Linked DNA regions of Mus musculus: region 2 is linked to region 1. Evidence: chromatin contacts called from public ChIA-PET data. All regions are on one chromosome and are shown on one strand. Each heading gives the region's core, a stretch centred on a gene start, on an enhancer-like site or on the middle of the called end of the contact. The rest is flanking DNA. Distances are from core to core; before and after follow the strand shown. Region 1 overlaps Sh3bp5 (SH3-domain binding protein 5 (BTK-associated)). Region 2 holds the start of Hacl1 (2-hydroxyacyl-CoA lyase 1).

Region 1 (4,440 bases), core at 1,002-3,501:
GCACCAAGCCATCTCTCCAGCTCCACTGTATCTGCATTTCAGGACAGAAGGAAGAGCAGGAAGGGAATTTGTTTCTCTGCTTTAAAGATCTTACACAGAGTCTCACGCAGTCTTTGCTTCCCTTTATTGCTAGACCCTGGTTGTTGTCACAGGAGCTGTCAGGAGGCTTGGCTTTGAGCTTGCTAAACAGGTTCTAGAGATGAAAGGGAGACTGGCTACTGGGTGGCTCCTGACAGCTTCTGCTATGTCTGCACAGAACCTTACCATCTTCTTGGAAGATGCCTGGCTGTAATAACTAACAGATAGGTATTTGTGACCCACCGAGCAGACATGGGACCCCTCTGGACAGAGAAACACTGTGTGCCTCCCCAAATTCCTCTGCTGACCCTGGCTGGATGGGAGACTTTCTCTTTCGTTGTATTGGTGTCCTGGGAGGAAATTATTGCCTCCCACGCATCTGCGAGTGGATGTGCTTGTGCTTCGGAACGTTGCAGACTTTATTTTGCAAATATGATTTTGGATGACTCACTTCCAAAGGCCACGTCTTAGATGCAAGCCCTCGTGGCTTACGTATGCTGTTGGGGCGGCCTTTCCCGAGCCTAGCCCATCTCCTGGTGCCCCCACATCTCCTCAGCACCTCCCAGCCCAGCTATCTTATCAAAGTCAGTTGTCCTGATAGCTCACCCAGAGGTGACAGTGATCTTATGTGCTCTGTGGCTGGGTCATGGTGCCTGGCATGTGGCCAGACACTACAGGGGTTTCCATAAGGGTGCTATGCGACTGGTACCTGAACAGAGCAGAGAGACCTTCCTGGAACAAAAGGTCACTGTGCAGATTTGAATCGCATCCCTGTCTCTTCCCCGGGACTCCACTTCCCTCTATAGAATTTAGGCCTGCCTGGCTCCATGCTCACAGGAGTACCTTAAGATCAGTTGTTCACAGGTCTGCAAGATAGATCAGCCAGGTGCCAAGCCTGAGGGCCGGGGTTTGATCCCCAGGATCCATGTGGTGGAAGGAAGCAACTTGTCCTTGAACACCCACATCATTCCATCCCACACTCAACCCAGGTAGGACAAAAGAAAATCAGTGGTGTGAATCTGTGCGGGCTACACGGATCCTGTGCCCTCTGAATCTGCAGGCTACACAGATCTTGTTCCCTGGGGAACCCTGACTGTGGAGTACTTCGTTCCTGTGTCCAGTGTTAGGCCTCAGAGGCAAACCCTGAGCAAGAGGCCTTCAAGCCTGGCTGCCCTGACCAATCCAGCTGCCCTTCTCTGACTCAGTGATGTCCTTCAGCGTGCCCTTCCTCTGCCAGACCAGTTGTGACAATGTGGAGTTGTTCCCACAGTTACTGAATAGTCACGGGATGTTCTACGTCATTTCAAATTCTGTTGCCTTTCCTCCCAAGACCAACGAGCTCTGTGGGGTTTACAGAAATTTTAGAACTTTGGATCAGAGGTACTTACTAATAAAATCTGTGTAATAGGATTATATAATGTAATCTGAAAGTGTCTAAGATCAGAAACAAGGTGGTTCCAAGGCTTGCTTCAGGTGAGGGATGCTCAGCTTGTGCTTGAGTGAATCCAGCTGTGCCGGCTCAGAGGCGAGACTGGAGGTGAGAGCTTGACCCTTCAGTGAGCTAAGTGCACCAGGAAACTGACAGAGCCAAATGAGCCAGGGAAACCCTAAATGCTGGAGCAGGCAGGCATGGGAAGTCAGGGTCCCTGGCTGATGTGGCTTTGGAATGACCCAGGTTTCTAGATGCAGATATCTGCAGTCCCCGTGATGGGACTCAGTGTCTCCAAGGTGTTTACAAGATTATTAAGAAAACAACCAAGTAGCAGAATCATTCAAGATATTGGTTGCCAGTAAGTTTGGCAGTTTTTCTTTCTTAGGGAGAGGGAGAGGTGTCTGTGGTGTGTGTGTGTGTGTGTGTGTGTGTGTGTGTGTGTGTGTGTGTGTGTGTAGGTCAGAAGACAACTCTTAGGGGCCGGCATTCTTTATACCACTTGAGTCCTGGGGATCAAACTCAGACCATCAAGTCCCACCACCACCATCAGTGTCTCTGCCTCCTGACCATCTCACTGCATAGGTCCTGATAAGTCAGTTTATTAAGAGTCAATTTGGGCTTCTGCGTTGGTGGCTTCAGCTTCCTGCTCAAAGCTGCTTGAAGTAGTTTTAGCAGTCTCAGAGTCTACGTCATGCAGTGGCTTGTTGATTCTCAGGGTTAGAACTTTCCCCACAATGGTTTTCTTGTAGTGTTTTTGTGGGTGGGGAGGAGGGGTGTGGGGGTGAAGACTGAGTCTCACTGTGTAGGCCAGGGTGGCCTCAAACTCACAGAGATCTGCCCGCTCTGTATCCCAAGTGCTGGAATTGATTAAAAGTGCATGCCACCATGCCTGGACTCCTGGAGTGAAGCTCAAGGTCTTGCTGAGATGAGAGCTAATCCTTTAGTTTTCTGTGGATTGGATAGGATCGATCAGTTTCTTTATGCCTCTCGGCAGAGCAGTATCCATCTTTCTGCAGACTTCTCTTTGCACCCAGTAAACAACATTTTGATTTGGTGAACCACCCACTTGGGTTCCACCGCGTCTTTCTGTATTTTGGAAAACCATGGCGGCAGGCGATGTGGCTTCCTGGCCAGGATGGAATAGCAATAGCGGTGAAACAGGATGGAGGGGTGGGGTGGAGCTCGCCTGCAGCACCACAGCCTCACCTCAGGTTGTTTTCAAAGTTGGTCACACATATGCCGCCATATGGTAAAAACCACAGAAATGTGCACCTATGATTTCCAAGAGGTTCGAGTGTCCCCCAGGGCTGTTTCCTGAAGTCTCTGGGATCGGGGTTATCCTCTAGCTCGGGAAAGATGAGGTTCAGTGAGGGATAAGCTGGGGCTGGAGAGGCGGCATCGCCGTGGTCACTTGGTGCGTACTGCCAGTGGATCATTCCGGTGCTTTCCCACCGTCCTTCTCTGGATACTTCGAGAATAAATGCACACACAGAGACATTGATTCTATTGTGTGAGCCACAGGAGAGCCCAGAGAATCACAAATGCCTTAAAATAAGTGGCCACAAGGGAGTTGTTTACAGCGTGGCTTATAGGTGGGTACCTTAATTAAACAAATATTTCTTACACACTGGCAGCCTTCTAGATATGGAGAGAAAAAAACCACAGCAGCAGGGCTGAAGGAATCGATTGGCCCAGTGGCTAAGAGTGCTCTTGTCATGAGTATGGAGCTCACAACTGCTGTAACTCTGTCCAGCTCCAGGGGATCTGAGAGGCCTTCTTCCATACTCTCAGGGCACCCAGACATATCTCTCTCTGTCTGTCTCTCTCTCTCTGTATATCTCTCTGCCTCTGTCTCTCTCTCTCTCTAACACACACACACACACACACACACACACACACACACACACCTGCGGGTGAGCGCATGTCAAAACGAAAGTGTGCCCTGCTGTGAATGAATTAGGGGCTGGCATGTACTAGACTTGACTGTCCTGAGCTCTTGGGCTCTGGCCACCTTTCACCCAGTTAGTTGTGTTGCTTCTGTAACTTTGAGTTGTCCTTCAGTCTCTTCCCATCACGTTCTCCCTTCACGCTTTTCCTGGCATGGAGGAACCTTGGACAGACCGGGGAGGCACCCTGAGCCTCCATCACAGGGTGAGTTGATGTTTGCAGAGGTCATTTTGTATAGACCAATGAGTCTATCCTCTGCCCCTGCAACCCTTGGGGGTTAAGTCACTGTAGCCCAGAGCTACAGGAGGTTGGAGCCTGGCCAGGACAGACATTCTCCAGTTCCCACAAGCCTCTGCCTAGTGCGGAAGGGGTCATGGCCAGCCACCCACTCTGGCTTTCTGAGTACTTCTTGTCACAAAGGCATGGGAGCGTATCAGTGGCTTCTGAACTTACATTAGCATGGTGGAAAGCAGGCTCCAGGCGGTCGTAAGGAACACATGAGATTGACTCAAGCCTGGTGTGGGTCGGGATGTTTGTATAGGCTGGTGGGGTGCCGAATACTCTGACTGGTACCCCGTTTCTGAATGCTGGCCTCTGTGACGAGCTTGGTGTCTCTTTATAACATAGTGGAGTTTGTGATCACGTATTGTTCTGGGAATGGTGGGTGGCTTGTGAGTATCGTGCCAGCACAGCCTGACTGTCGCCTTCTTGAGCACAGTGAGAACTCGGGACAGCTCCTTCTGGGTCTGGCTCCCAGAGGCGGGGGGAGGAGGGGTGGGGAAGAATGATGAATATAAAGGAGGGGCGGGCAAGTTGGAGGGACCTGTGGTCACCTGTGCTAGGTGCCATGATGTTGATATAACTGTGCTCATGTGAAGGTTTTGGTCTGCAGACTTGTGGTCCAGCTGTTTGTCTCGAGGTCCAGACTGCCTTTCAAACTATTATTGACCACATGTTGGAAAAATAATCTAAGTTCAGTGGGA
Region 2 (4,440 bases), core at 1,351-3,850, 240 kb before region 1:
ACCAGGTTGGTCCGTGGGCAGGTCTGCGAGGGCCAAACCAAGAGGAATGTTAACCAATGCAGAAGGGCCTAGCCACAAGACAGGTGTCCTGGGCCGTATGAGAAAGCTGGCTAAGCATGAGTCTGGGAGAAGCCAGAGAGTGTGCCAGCAACTAGGTTCTTCTGTGGTTCCTGCCTTCAGTTCCTGCCCTGACAACTGTCTCACAAAGATGGTCTGTGACCTGGCAGTGTAAGAAAAAATAAACTTCTGCTCCCTAGCATGCGTTTACTCCTGGTATTCTCCATAACGACAAAATGAAGCTGGGAGGACAAATAACCCTGATTCTTTCTTTCTTTAATGACCAAGCACTACATTTTGGCAAAGCGTGCACTGGTTTTCACAGGTTCAGTTAGGTTAGGTTTAAAAACGAGCACAGGATCCCTAGTGTTCTTGTGAACGGACTGAGATAAAAGTCAGAATTTGGGGGCCCACGGAGTCACTGCCTATAGCAGCTGCCTTCTTTTGAAAGTTCATCTTCCCTATGCATATTACAACTCTTTTTAAAATATGATTTATTTTTGAGACAGGGTCTTACTGTTGCCCAGGCTGGCTTCAAACGTGAGATCCTGTCTTAGCTTCCTTGAGTACGGGTCCCATAGGTCGGCCTCACCACACCCGTCTTACAACTCTTTCTAGATCATCCAGCTACTTTGAGGTTATCTTCACCCACTTGGAAGAAAGTTGTCAAGCAACTCCTCACCATCCCAGAGCTAGATCCCTAAAGCAATCACTATCTGGACTCTGAGGCCTGGATTTGCTCTGTGGAGAACAGGTCACTAATGCTATTAATTATTATTAATTAATTTAATTATTAAGGCTTTATTAATTATTATTTTTCATGTTTATGGCTTATTTGCCTGCATGTATGTCTACATAATACGTGTGTGCCTGGTGCTCTCAGAGGCCAGAAGAGGGCATTGGCTTTGCCAGAACTGGAATTACAGATGGTTGTAAGACACTATGTGGTTGCTGGAAATCAGGTCATCTGGAAGAAGTCACTGCTCTTAAACACATCTCTCCAACCCCTGCCGTCTGATTTTTAAGAAAGTTAAAATTTAGGGCCTGAGATATAATTCGGTGGTAGAGTGCTTGACTAATATGTGCAAAGTCCTAGGGTCAGTCACTAGTATTGCTTTTATGACTTATTCTTTCTTTGAGTAATTAAAAGACATGGTCTCTCTACATAGCCCTGGCTATCCTGAAACTCACTAGGTAGCCCAGGCTGGTCTCAGACTCGCAGAAGTCGACATGCTCCTGCCTCCAAGTGCTGGGATTACAGATGTGAGCCACCACATCTGGCGCTACGATGCCAAATCTCACCAAAATAACAAATAACATTTTAAGCATACTGCCAACAAAAATAACAGGGAGTATGATTAACATATTCCAAGTCCACACAGAGTGCTCTGTATAAATTACAGCGCCTGGGATCCTTACACTGAAGTTGGATGGAACAGCAGTGACTTTGCACTTGGAAGACAGTCACGTCACTTCTGCTTAATCTCTACAGGCAAGGGAAGCAAGGCCCGCTGTACCTTGAACTGCTAGGCGAAGGCAATAACCAGCTCAATGAGTTTTCTCTTTGCCAAATGGCAAAAATGGCCAGTTGAAGACTGATCCTTAATAAATATAAACCAACCAACCAACCAACCAACAAACAAACAAACAAAAGCCCATTCGATCTGAATCACAGTGATTTGTTCCCATCAGGGTCCAGTTTGCCCTTCATAAAGTGTTCTGCCAGTAATTCTGAGAAAGCAATCGGTGTTAAGGGGCCAAGAATCCACTAATGTCTACAAAGCACGCGATGCCAGGGGTCAAGCAGGCTAATCCATGAACCAGTAAGTAGAAAACCAACACTATTACTTTGGTAAAAGTTAAGCAATCATACATTAATTATTAAGCAATGGCTCTAACAGACCTTAGTGATACCCAACTGGAACAAAATAAGTAAATATAAACCAGGCAGAGGGCAGGAGCAGCTACGGTGTTAATAAGTTTATCTCTTGAGCAATTTTGGTGTCATCTCTGATTAAGAATACACCTCTGCTCACAGACTTCTGGAACGTGCACATGATGTGGGGTGCAAAACCACAGAGTTATAAAATCAGAGGGCACAGGAGCACGACACTGTACCCAAAAGCCTGTTTTTTTTCCAACTTTACACTCTCCAAGTTACCCGCGTCCCAGCAGCCTTTGCGTAGCTTGCCTCCAATCAGCGGGAAGCCCCGGCGAGGGCGGGGAGGCGCGGTGGGGCCACGCCCCCTCCTCGCCTGGTCTCTGCAGTCACCCTCCAGATGTGCCATCCCCTCCATACCGGACTGAGCTGTATCGCTACCCTAGTGGAGGACAAAACCAAGGCGAGCATCCTCAGAGATTGGGTTTCTTACCTGCTTCGCATAGGACGCGGCCTCCGGCTCGTCCCGCCTCCTGCTGATGGCGGAGTCCGGAAAAGACTGACTGGAGAATGGGCGTGCTTACATGATCGCCTCACCAAGGACTGACTTCTTGTCCCGCCCCTTCTCCCCTTTGCTTAAATCCGTTGGGCTGCCCTCCTGTCTGTCAGAAGCGGGTGTCACCAACAACAACTCTTAGGCTAGTGAAGCTGTGAGCTGCGAGAGTGCCTTGAAGTAACTTTAGGTGGAAGATGCCAGAAAGTAACTCCGCAGAGGGTAGCGACAGAAGCGAGGAGCAGGTGTCTGGTGCTAAAGTCATCGCCCAGGCTCTAAAAACTCAAGTACGATGGATCCCTCGGGTGTGAAAGGCTCTACAGAAGCAGACGGGGACCTCGCGTTGTCCTAGAGACGGAGGGCAAGGAGGCGGGGGCGGGGGTCCTGTAGGTCTTTCCTTTGGACCCCCCGGGAGGGCAAGAAGGCTGGGTCACCTGATGATAGTTGTTTGTTGCCCCTTTTCCCTCCTACCCTCAGGATGTGGAGTACATGTTCGGTGTCGTAGGCATCCCCGTGACCGAAATCGCCCTTGCTGCCCAGGAACTGGGCATCAAGTACATTGGGATGCGGAATGAGCAAGCGGTGAGTCTTGACACAGGGACCAAATGGCAGCCATTCGATGCACACAGCGTCCCATCGTTTCTAAAGCATTGCACGTACCACTGTTAATCCTCCTTGACAGGAAAATGAGAAGAGAGAGACTAAGTTAAACTTGCCCAACGCGAGTCATTTGGTAGTGGCATTTGAACTCAGGTATTCTGAGTTTGGAGCTATGCTTATACCTTTCTACCGTAGTGTACTCTGCCACATCCAAATATCAGAATCGAAAGGGGTAGTCTTACTTCACTACTAGACTGTTAGTTCTAGCAGAGAAGGCATATTGATTCATCGCTAGGTAAGTGTATTGCCAGCATCTGATGTAGTTCCTGTACATGACAGGTGTCAGAGAGTGATTAGTGATTGAAGGCCAGGACTCATGCAACATAAAGTGGAAGACATTATAGACGGCAGTGCCGTCATTGGAACTCAGGGCTCTCAAACCCCAGTTTGGTGCTTTCCCTCAGCATTATGCCTCCCTCCTTTGGGGTCTTACCTGGGAGAGGGAAAACCAAAGGACATTTTATGAACCCACTTAAAGTATTTTCTCTGGCAGCCCAGGATTACCCTCTCTTAGCAATCCAGGCAAAAATATCAAGTATCTGGTGCAGATGAAGTGGTTCAGTGAAGTTCTACAAAGCCACGTAACCTCATAACCTGAGTGTAATCTCCAGGGCCTGTATGGAAAAATGAAGGCGGTTTCTGATTTATGATTCATGTTGTCCTTGGACCTACACACACACACACAGGCTGAGTTAAATTGTTTTGGACCTACACACACACACAGACAGGCGCTCTCTCTCTCTGTCTCTCTGTCTCTCTGTCTCTCTGTCTCTCTGTCTCTCTCTCTCTCTCTCTCTCACACACACACACACACACACACACAAATAATTTAAAAGATTAAGAATTGGGGCTGAAGACTTAGCTCAGCAGTTCATAGTACTTGTTGCTCTTTCAGAGACCAGGATTTGATTTCTGGCATCCACGTGGTGGCTCCCGACCTCCCATAACTCTGGTTCCAAAGGATCTAACGATTTCTTCTGACCTTCATGGGTGGCACACACGATTCACACCCCCCCCCCACACACACACAGCTGTCCCTTCTGCTGCCGTCACTGCTGTCCTGATCCACGCTCTTGACCCCTTTTCTCTGCCATCCGATGTGAGTTCCATTGGGTGTGGCTCATTTGCTTTCAAATCCCCACAGTACTGACTTGACTTGAGGTCTCTATGTAATCTAGGTGTGTACTACACTATTTGCTAATTGAAAGACCTTTATCAATAAGGCTTGAAAGTTATAGGGAGTGTTTTTAATCAGAAAACTGGTAGGTATTAATTTGTGTTGTTTACACTT

Evidence for each region. ChIA-PET counts read pairs in DNA pulled down with a chosen protein or histone mark.
Region 2: an RNA polymerase II ChIA-PET map of memory CD8 T cells shows a contact between it and region 1, with 5 read pairs. The contact joins the promoter of Hacl1 here to the enhancer-like site in region 1. A contact is called at or near these places in 2 of 115 datasets of contacts at active chromatin or transcription factors (cardiomyocytes and memory CD8 T cells).

What each region holds. Positions count from the first base shown.
Region 1 is chr14:31,397,237-31,401,676 of GRCm38.p6, reverse strand. All of the region lies in intron 3 of Sh3bp5 (SH3-domain binding protein 5 (BTK-associated)), which reads left to right. Among named protein-coding and RNA genes, the nearest start is that of Gm35907, 36 kb to the left of the region's middle. Within about 2 kb of position 2,251, at least 55 of the 459 cell types and tissues checked have an H3K27ac peak or open chromatin away from gene starts, as enhancers often do. A contact at or near this core is called in memory CD8 T cells, where this site is marked.
Region 2 is chr14:31,639,125-31,643,564 of GRCm38.p6, reverse strand. Hacl1 (2-hydroxyacyl-CoA lyase 1) reads left to right here and starts at 2,600. Exons shown (of 17, transcript NM_019975.3): 1 at 2,600-2,776; 2 at 2,967-3,071. The coding sequence starts at 2,687. It overlaps Btd (biotinidase), which reads right to left and starts at 2,508. Exons shown (of 4, transcript NM_025295.4): 1 at 2,430-2,508. The coding sequence starts at 2,440.